3 separate regions of the Sus scrofa genome follow, and all the other regions are linked to region 2. A link is a contact called in public Hi-C data. All regions are on one chromosome and are shown on one strand. Each heading gives the region's core, a stretch centred on a gene start, on an enhancer-like site or on the middle of the called end of the contact. The rest is flanking DNA. Distances are from core to core; before and after follow the strand shown.

Region 1 (2,893 bases), core at 159-2,658, 89 kb after region 2:
CTCCATCCTCTGTTGCCACCAAATATTTACCAGGAATCAATTATTTTTGTTCCCAAATCTATTTATGACACTTATACTAATGCTGTAACTAATTTAACCAAAAAGAACACAAACCAAAGGAAAGGAGGAGAACAAAAGAAAATTACTGCTCTTTTATGATAAACATGTTGCTTTAGAAAAACTTGACCACGGTGAACCCCTAAAAACTCTTTTTATGCAAAATGTGGATGAGAAAGTTCTTAAAAAAAAACAAGAACTTTGTATAAATCTAGGAATCTGCACTGAAATTGTGTCACAAGCAACTTAGTTTCTCTCTTTATAAACACAGTGAAAATTATGAGCGTGGCTTGTGCCAGACAGGGAGGATTGTCATCAGGGTGCTTTAAGAAAAAAAAAAAAAGAAAGAAAATGCCCTCAAGCCACAACAAAATGAGATTATGTGTATCTTATTTTATGATTTTTCAGCCCTACTAGTTGATTAATCAACCAACCGCCAGTCCCAATCCATTAGGATAAGAGGACTCGGGTTTGCTAGGACTTGTGTGTAAAGAATGCCCATTTTCAGATGCGCTGTCCAGGCTCTGAGTACTGTGGTCCCACTTGGGGAGAGAAGCATGAGGATGTGACACTGGGTGCAGTGCCACCAAAGGCTTTGGATCCAAATTCATCTCCTCCCTAACCAGCAGTGTGGCCTTGAGCATGTCACTGATGCTCTTTGAGCTCAGTTTTCTCACCAACCCAACAGTATCTGTGTCCTGGGATCGCCGTCTAGGTGAAAGGATGTTGGTAAGCACCCAGCCTAGTGCCAGCCCCACTTTTAATGGTGAGCTTCCCTTGCTGACTCAGAATGGGAGAAGCAGGGGTGAGATGCACCCTGGTCGGGGCACTGGATGTGGATGAGCAGGAAAGACGGACGACGTCCCTCCCCGTCTGCTAGTTCCAACCCACAGAACAAGACACCTGTGAAGTGATTCTGTTAGGTGTACATTCAGACCCTGTGCCCGAGGGCCAAAACAAGGGGGTCCTGGGAACGGGACCATCCTGGAGCCTAGGGGAGGGGGAGCACTGGGAGCCTGTGAGAGTGGGAGCTGCCATGTAAACTGGCTTTGGGAAGAGTCCATTTACAGGGCATTAAACCACCTTGTAGGTGTGCTCAGCAGTGCAATACACAGCCCCGAGACCAGGGAAAACACGCTGTAAGTCCCAGGATACAGGATGCCCTGTGACTCCCTCAGGTGCTGAGATAAGAGCAGAGGAGCACACCAGCCCCAGTGCTAGAAGAAGCACCATTCAGTTCCTCAGCACATCTCTCACTGCGTGTGTCTCTCTGTCTCTGACTCTCTCTGCATCTCTGTCTCTCTCCTCCGCTGCCCTATCTGTGGCTGGGTCACATGGAGGCTCCTCATGTTTCACTGGTTGTCAGCTTTGGCCTTCCCAGTATGCCTGTCCGCAGCCCACAAGATGCAGAAAGAGCTGCTGCTAGCGTGAGTTATTTTGGTCAGCTGAGTCATGACGCCAGAGAACAAGATACAGTCCTGCCTTGGGCCTGATCTGAGGGGTTGGAGCTGGCTGGGACCTCAGGAAGACGGAAAGCCCTCACTGAGACATCACCCCTTTAAGCCCAGGGTCCAGCCCCTGTCTGGAGAAGGGAGCCACCCAGGTGATGAGGACCGGGTTGGGGTGAGGCTCATCCATCACAGCCCCTCTGCAGCCTCCAGGCTGACCTTGATGCGGCTGCTCCCTGATGCCTCCCAGCCCGCTAGACCCTGTGCTCCCTCCGTGAGGGACCACACCTGTTTCTATCCCTCTGGCATATATTATGGTGGTGAGAAAATAACAGGTGTTTAGTAAACATTAGCTCCCTTCCCTTTATGGTCCTTCCATAACAAGCCATCTGAGTGTCAGCTTCTCCACCTGAAGCATCTCTCTCCTGTCTAAAAGGACTTCTCACTTCCTCTCTGTGGCCAGATCCAACCCAGGGCCCAGACCCCAGCCACCGCTGTCCCCTCTGGCTGCCTCCAGCACCCAGTGCCCTGTTTCTGCTGCCCTTCACTCTCCTGCATCTCCTGAGGTCGTGGGTGTCATCCTCTGGGAAATCCCCAAAGAATCTTTGATCCCCACAAGATTATGGGGAGGGAATAAGGAGGCTTAGGAAGGTTTGGGGTAAGCAGCCCCTTAGCAAGACTAGCCAGGTTGTGCCCTGGTGGGCTGTCCCCTGCTTCTTAGCAAGGCTCCCTTCTGAGCTGGGCTGGGGAACCTTGGTGGACGCTCCAGAGTGGTGGCACATCATTGTCTGCACATGTGGGTGCATGTCCTGTGACAGCATCTAAACATGAGAAGTGGTGGCTGTCAGAATGGCCACTGGTTAGGCTTTGTCATCTTTATAGTGTTTTCTTTTTTCTTTTCTTTCTTTTTTTTCCCCTTTTAAGGCCACATGTAAGGCATATGGAGGTTCCTAGGCTCGGGGTTGAATTGGAACTACAGCTGCCAGCCACAGTCACCGCCACAGCAATGCAGGATCCAAGCTGAGTCTGTGACCTACACCACAGCTCACGGCAATGCTGGATCCTTAACCCACTGAGTGAGGCCAGGGATCAAACCCACAACCTCATGGTTCCTAGTTGGATTCGCTTCTCCTGCACCACAACAGGAACTCCGTTTTGTGGGTTTTGTTTTTTTTTTTTTTTTCCATTTTTTAAGATTCTGAACATTTTAAAAGCAGAAATCATTTTAGCTTGGCTGGAATGGAAACTCGAGATGGAGTGAATCCACTCTCTTCTGAAGGAGAGAATAGGGCAGAGTTTGGGGCGAGGTGCAGTTAGCCATTTGCTTGGACACCACCCATTTGCATGAAACAATCCTCCCTTGTAAATGGATCACCAGCTGGCAGCAT
Region 2 (2,743 bases), core at 33-2,532:
GCGGAAACCATAGGAGGGGGTGGCAAGTCCAAGTGTGTATGAGGGGGACAGTGTCCTGAGGGTCACTGAATGAGCACCTGGCTAAGGAGCTTTTAACATGCAGGTTACCAGGAGCCCAGCTTGGCTTTATTCTCACCTGGTGATTCCAAAATCCTGTTTGAGGGTGCGGGGGTGGGGGGGGGGGGCGGTTCTCTCAGACGGCAATTCTATCAAGTCTAAACTGCACTCAGAGAAATTCAACCGTGTTTTTACTTGAACACTCTGCACCCTCAGCAGGCCATGACTGCAGCAGCTTTGCTATGCTGCCTTAACGTCCCACACAAGAAGCTCTTAGGGCCCCAGAGCAGGAGTGCCTGGGGGGCTGGCACCTGGCGGGGACAAAAGCAGACGTCAGCACTTGTGGCTGGATCAGGAGCTTCCTGTCCGTTTGGGCCTTTCTCTCTGGAGATTTACTTTTAGAAACAAAAGCTTGGTTCAATTAAGGCTAGAACTGAATGTTGAAGAAGTGCTTTCTGGGCCTGAAGGCAGGCCGTGTTGCAACTGCGGCCTGGGTGTTGGGGCAGCCCAGAGGGAGAAGGGGCCTGAGCCAGGGCCCCAGTCCTATGGTTCCAGCAGCTTGATATTATAGGGCCCTTGTGGGGAAGCGGGAAAGGAGAGGCAGCCTGGACTCCGTGGGCATTAGGGAAGATGGGAAGAAACTAAAAGGCCCAGCCCTTCCCTTCAAAGATCTTAGACCTTCCTGAAGAATGCAGCCTCCTGCAAGGGAAAGTGAGAATAACACAAGTCACCCACAGGGGGCTGCGGGCTGGGAGGGTGCAGGGCATCAGGGCAGGAGCGCCCACGTGGGCTGGGTTCCCACAAAAGAGGCAGGCTGGGGTAGGCCCTCAGTAGATGGGAAGCAGCTGGGAGCACAGAACGCATCTGTGGCCTCTGCAGGTAGACAGAAAAGAAAGGGCAGAAAGAGGACCACAAAGCTGCCCGAAGCTAGAGGGACGAGTCAGACCCTTCAGGCTGGCTGCACTCTGCCTAAGCCCACGTTCTTCACGCCTGCCCTCCCTGCCTTCTGGTTCACCCTCAGCTCACCTGATGAATGGGGCACATTTTTCGGATACCATGGGCACTTTGGCGGCCCCCTTCTCAGGTGTGCATCCTGGAGGAGATGGCTGTGCTTGCCGAGGAGATGGCTCCTGACAAAGCACTTCTGCCACTTGGGCTGTTCCTGGGTTCCAGGGAGAAGAGCCCTTGGCACCCAATGTTGCTGTCCTTCCGGCTAGGTGTCCTGGCAGGTTGTGACCACAGGGGGCAGTGTGGTTCCATCGGACACTCATAGGGCACTCCTGTTTTCCTTGGGGGAAAGGGGGACATTTGTTGGGCAAATAAATATGAGAATACTAATATTAAAGGTAAACAACTAAATGCCTTATGCCTCTATGAGGTGTCTTAGGGTCTATAAGAAGCTCATATACATTGGATCTCTCAAAAAGGAGCATATAATATACAGTTTTGCCCCAATTTTTGGCCTTGGAGCACTTTCTTTTTCATTGCGATGTATTTTGAGAGACAAATGTTGCAAGCCTCATGCCTTGGGGAGCCCTGTTGTAAAATCCTACTGGAATTACTGTCTGTCTCCCCTGCCCTCTCAGCACACGTGGCCAGCCCTCTGTCTCGTATGACAAGGTAATATTTCGTCTGTGCAGCAGCCTCATCTAGGTCATAGGCAGGGATCACATCTTGTCACATGCAGCTTCCCCAGCACCTAAAACCGAGCTGTGGAGATATGAGAAATGTAATGAAGACAGATTGCCTAGGTGATAAACGTTGGACCGTGCAGTTGGCAACCAGTGTTTATGACCTGGGGATCAGCTGTTTTGGACTCTGGCTGATTTGAACTTTAAGAGGCCAAAAAAAAAAAAGTGTGCAAACAGTTACCCACAGCTGCCCCTTCCTTCCCCACCCACTCCTATGGCCCCACAAGGCAACACTATTGCTACAATAGCTTCTCTGAAAGTTGCTCGCTTAGGATTCCCTTCCTGGGACAGCTGCAAGGAAACACAGCTTGATCCTATATATCCTGAAACCTCCTGACAACACTCAGCATTGTTCAGCAAAATCCCAAAAATGGGCTCCAGCCAGTCAGAGGTTGTTAATGAAATACTGAAAGGACCTCAGATGCTGTGAGCTATAAAATGGTGCTCATGGTCCAAATCCTAGTGGAATGTGAAGGCCATCTGGAAGAAAAGGAAGGCCAGAGTTTCCTCCTGCAGCTAAAGGGCATCTGAAATCTGATTCTCCAAACATTTTCCTCCACTTTTCTCGCCTCATAAGGCAGCACAGTGAACAGACACAGGGCGGGGGTGGGGGGAACATGACTTTGGACTTCAGATGGACATGGCTTTGAGCAAGTCACTTCCTTCCAAATCTTGGGGTGGGGGTGAGGAGGGGTCTGGACTAAACTCTGTACTTCACCCTCCCACCATCTACTTCCCCTGCCCCTGTGGAGCCGCAGCAATACTTTGGGAGCGTCGAACTCAAGTCTGGGGCAGGCCCAATGGGTCCCAGGACAACACCATTCCTCCCAGTGGTGCCTGGTTCTGGGATGGGCTGCAACCTGATCTGGCCAAGGGGCTGGGAGGAAATGCCTCAGGGAGGACGGAGCAGCCTCTTGTGTCCACAGGCAGAGCCAGCCTCAGGATGGAGCCCACCCCAAGAGTGGCAGAACAAAGAGAATCAAAGAATCTCTGTC
Region 3 (3,153 bases), core at 211-2,710, 120 kb after region 2:
CCATCAGAGGTGGAGGCTGGGGAGCTCCAGCCTTGCTGGGGTAACTCCCATCCCCCTCAGCTCAGGTACTGACAGGGGCCTGAGGTGTCTTTAAATGACCTGCTAAGAATCGAAAACAGAGTACACAGTTAGGAGTTAGGCTTAGACTGAAATCTCAGTGCTGCCACTTTCTGGCTGTGAGCAATTGGGCGAGTGGTTTAAATTCCCTAAGCCCCCATGCCTCCATCTGGGAGATGGGGGCCAAGTCCCCACCTCTTAGGACATAAGTGATAGCCAATCATAAAGCACTTAGCATGTAGAAGTAAGACCCAGTGTGTGGTGCTGTCTTTGGACTATGCAGGAAAGTACACTTCCAGGAAAGACCTCTGTCCTGGGTTAGGGGTACTTTGCTGCTGGTGGCAGCCCACAAGTTCATCCTGGAGTTTGTGCACAGCCTTTATGCTCTCTGCCTCAGTTTCTTCTCTGCAACATGAGGATCAAAATAATTATCCAGCAAACTTCTCAAATTTACAAGATGAAAAAGCTTATTAATGTACTTGAAAAGTTCTTCAAAAAAAGTAAAAAATATTTAATATTTTTTTTTATAAAATACCAAAACCAGGGAGTTCCCATTGTGACTAAGCAGGTTAAGAACCCTACAGAGTGTCACTCAGTGGGTTAAGGATCCGGCCTTGCCACAGGCTGCAGTGTAGGTCACAGATGCGGCTCACATCTGGCATTGCTATTGCACCTCCAATTCAACCCCTAGCCCAGGAACTTCCACAGGCCCCAGGGATGGCCCTAAAATGAAAAAAAAAAAAAATTAACAATAAAATACCAAACCCAAAATTTCTTTGAATTAAGCAAGATTTGCCCTGTGGCCTGTGGTTAATCAAAGCTGACGACCACTCAGAGAGGAGACGTCAACTCCTTAGAGCCACATTCAGGGGAAAGCCTTGCCTGACTTTAATTCTCACTGCAATTTACGCAACTGATAGCAGAGCCCTTACTGAGAGATTTGATAGCGCAGAGGAGGGAGTGAGCACAGGAGCCTCTGTGGGCTCAAAATGTGCTCCATCGGAGGAGCGCCTGAGAACCTCAGAAACACACATTGCCTGACCCATCCGCCACCTTTGGGCTGGTCTGGACACACCGTTGTTCCCGTTCCTGTGTTATACTGTCCTCTCTCAAGACCAGCTGCCTCCATCATTTATAAATGGAAAGGCAGGAAGAGCTGCTTATTAGAAGGTATCTCATTTCAGAAACAAGTGTTCTTGCTACACACATTCCAGCAACAGGCTGCCTAGTGTCCCCAGTCTACCCAGATCCAGGACAGGTGTTCCTGCCAGTCCCCAGCCATCCATCTCTCCAGGGGATCCACACATCATCATGGATGTGAAAGAGCTGCTGGTGGCCACAGCAGCGTGATCTGGACCCTTCCACAGCAACAGTTCCTGCTTGTGTCCTCAGGGTGATGAGCTCAAAGAATGCCCTGGAGCAAGCCAGCAATGTCTTTGTTCAGCTTGGCAAGTGGTTTCCCTGCCCTACAGTGGCCAGGCTGTGGGGGTGGAAAATTGTTTTTGTTTCCTTGTGGAAGTGACCACACTGACCAGGGCCAGGCACAAATCCTGTAACTACCCCTGAGGGAGATTTGCCTCCTTTCAAAGGTCAGTAGGTGACTTTGTCCAGCTTATGTAGGAAACCAGAGTGCCTCGCAGCTGCCACATCCTAACTCAGGCCACAGAATGAAGCCAGGAGAGCCTGTTGGATAAGAATGAGTCTCACTTGAGTCTCTTCACTAGATTTGCAAATACCTGCAAGCCTCTGCCACCGTGGCTGTTGGTAACCAACTTTCCCAGGGATACTCAGTGTGTTCACTCAGGCAGTGATGTGTGTAGTCATGGAGAGAAGAGAGGTCAGTGGGAGGAGCCCAGCACTACACCCTCCAGTTTCACTTCCTGGTCATGAGGAGGTGGGAGGGGAAAGGGAGATTGCTACTGTCACAATGGCCCCAGAAAGATGCTTCAGCTCCCATGTGAAACACTCTTCCTCAATGCCCCCCTGCAGAAGTGGAACAGGTTGAAACCTTCCAAAAGGGTTCCTATTAAAATCTAAGAGTGCAATGAAGGAAGGGGAGGAGAAACTACTATTTTTTTTAATTAAAAATATTTTTTTTTTTACTTTTAGGGCCACACCCATGGCATATGGAAGTTCCCAGACTAGGGGTCGAATTGGAGCTGCAGCTGCCGGCCTGCACCACAGCCATAGCAACGTCAGATCCTTAACTCACTGAGTGAGGCTAGGGATTGAACCTACGTCCTCGTGGATACTAGGCAGGTTCATTACCACTGAGCCACCACAGGAACTCCAAGGAGGAACTACTATTTAATCAACAGCTTTTTTTTCAAGATATATGTCATAAGCCAGTATTATGTGCCAGATACATGGGCAGCAATGGGAAAACAGGTGTGAAAGTGCTCTGCCCTAACTTTAGGGGATTTATTAAGCTTAGGTGCTGCATTCATGGCCCGCCGGTTCTCAGGGAACAGTACCCAGCCCCAACCCACCCCTTCCTTCCAGTGCCAGTCGTTTTATTATAAAATGAAAGCCTAACATAATTTGTTCTCCCATGTCAGCCAGGAGAATCTAAACTCCCAAGGGCTAAAAGTCTACACTAACAGGCAGGATTAATCGGTAGATGTCATGGAAATGGAATGTTATTAATTGTACAGTTTGAAACAATTCAGGTCCACTTCCACCAAAATTGCATCCTGACACTTTGGCTTCAGAAAGCCTCCATACACCCTTGACTCATATTTGCATCACATACAACACTTCAGTACTAAATGTTATCTGCAGAATAGCCAGTGTTGTCTGTTTGTGTGGGTGCGATGTAGGAGAGGGAGTGAAGGATGCGTGAGTGTCTTGCCCAAGATTCAAATCTGACACACAGCCAGTACATTTCAATTTTTGTGTGTGTTTTTTTAATTTATTTTTTAAAATTAGGGTAGAGTTGATTTACAATGTTGTGTTGATTTCTGCTGTATAGCAAAGTGACCCAGCCATATATACACACACACATATCTATATACACACACATATCTATATATACGCACACATACATACGTGTGTGTGTATGTGTATACATACATACATACATATATATATATATAT

Evidence for each region. Hi-C and Micro-C count contacts between places; a contact is called where the count stands out from the background.
Region 1: a Hi-C map of skeletal muscle shows a contact between it and region 2, with 15 times the contacts expected there. The contact joins two enhancer-like sites. A contact is called at or near these places in 2 of 47 Hi-C or Micro-C datasets (both in skeletal muscle) and 1 of 2 datasets of contacts at active chromatin or transcription factors (skeletal muscle).
Region 3: a Hi-C map of skeletal muscle shows a contact between it and region 2, with 13 times the contacts expected there. The contact joins two enhancer-like sites. A contact is called at or near these places in 3 of 47 Hi-C or Micro-C datasets (fetal liver and skeletal muscle) and 1 of 2 datasets of contacts at active chromatin or transcription factors (skeletal muscle).

What each region holds. Positions count from the first base shown.
Region 1 is chr1:109,111,631-109,114,523 of Sscrofa11.1, reverse strand. No RefSeq gene overlaps it. Among named protein-coding and RNA genes, the nearest start is that of TPM1, 97 kb to the right of the region's middle. Within about 2 kb of position 1,408, at least 7 of the 83 cell types and tissues checked have an H3K27ac peak or open chromatin away from gene starts, as enhancers often do. A contact at or near this core is called in skeletal muscle, where this site is marked.
Region 2 is chr1:109,200,225-109,202,967 of Sscrofa11.1, reverse strand. No RefSeq gene overlaps it. Among named protein-coding and RNA genes, the nearest start is that of MIR190A, 24 kb to the left of the region's middle. Within about 2 kb of position 1,282, at least 12 of the 83 cell types and tissues checked have an H3K27ac peak or open chromatin away from gene starts, as enhancers often do. A contact at or near this core is called in fetal liver and skeletal muscle, where this site is marked.
Region 3 is chr1:109,075,483-109,078,635 of Sscrofa11.1, reverse strand. No RefSeq gene overlaps it. Among named protein-coding and RNA genes, the nearest start is that of TPM1, 61 kb to the right of the region's middle. Within about 2 kb of position 1,460, at least 10 of the 83 cell types and tissues checked have an H3K27ac peak or open chromatin away from gene starts, as enhancers often do. A contact at or near this core is called in fetal liver and skeletal muscle, where this site is marked.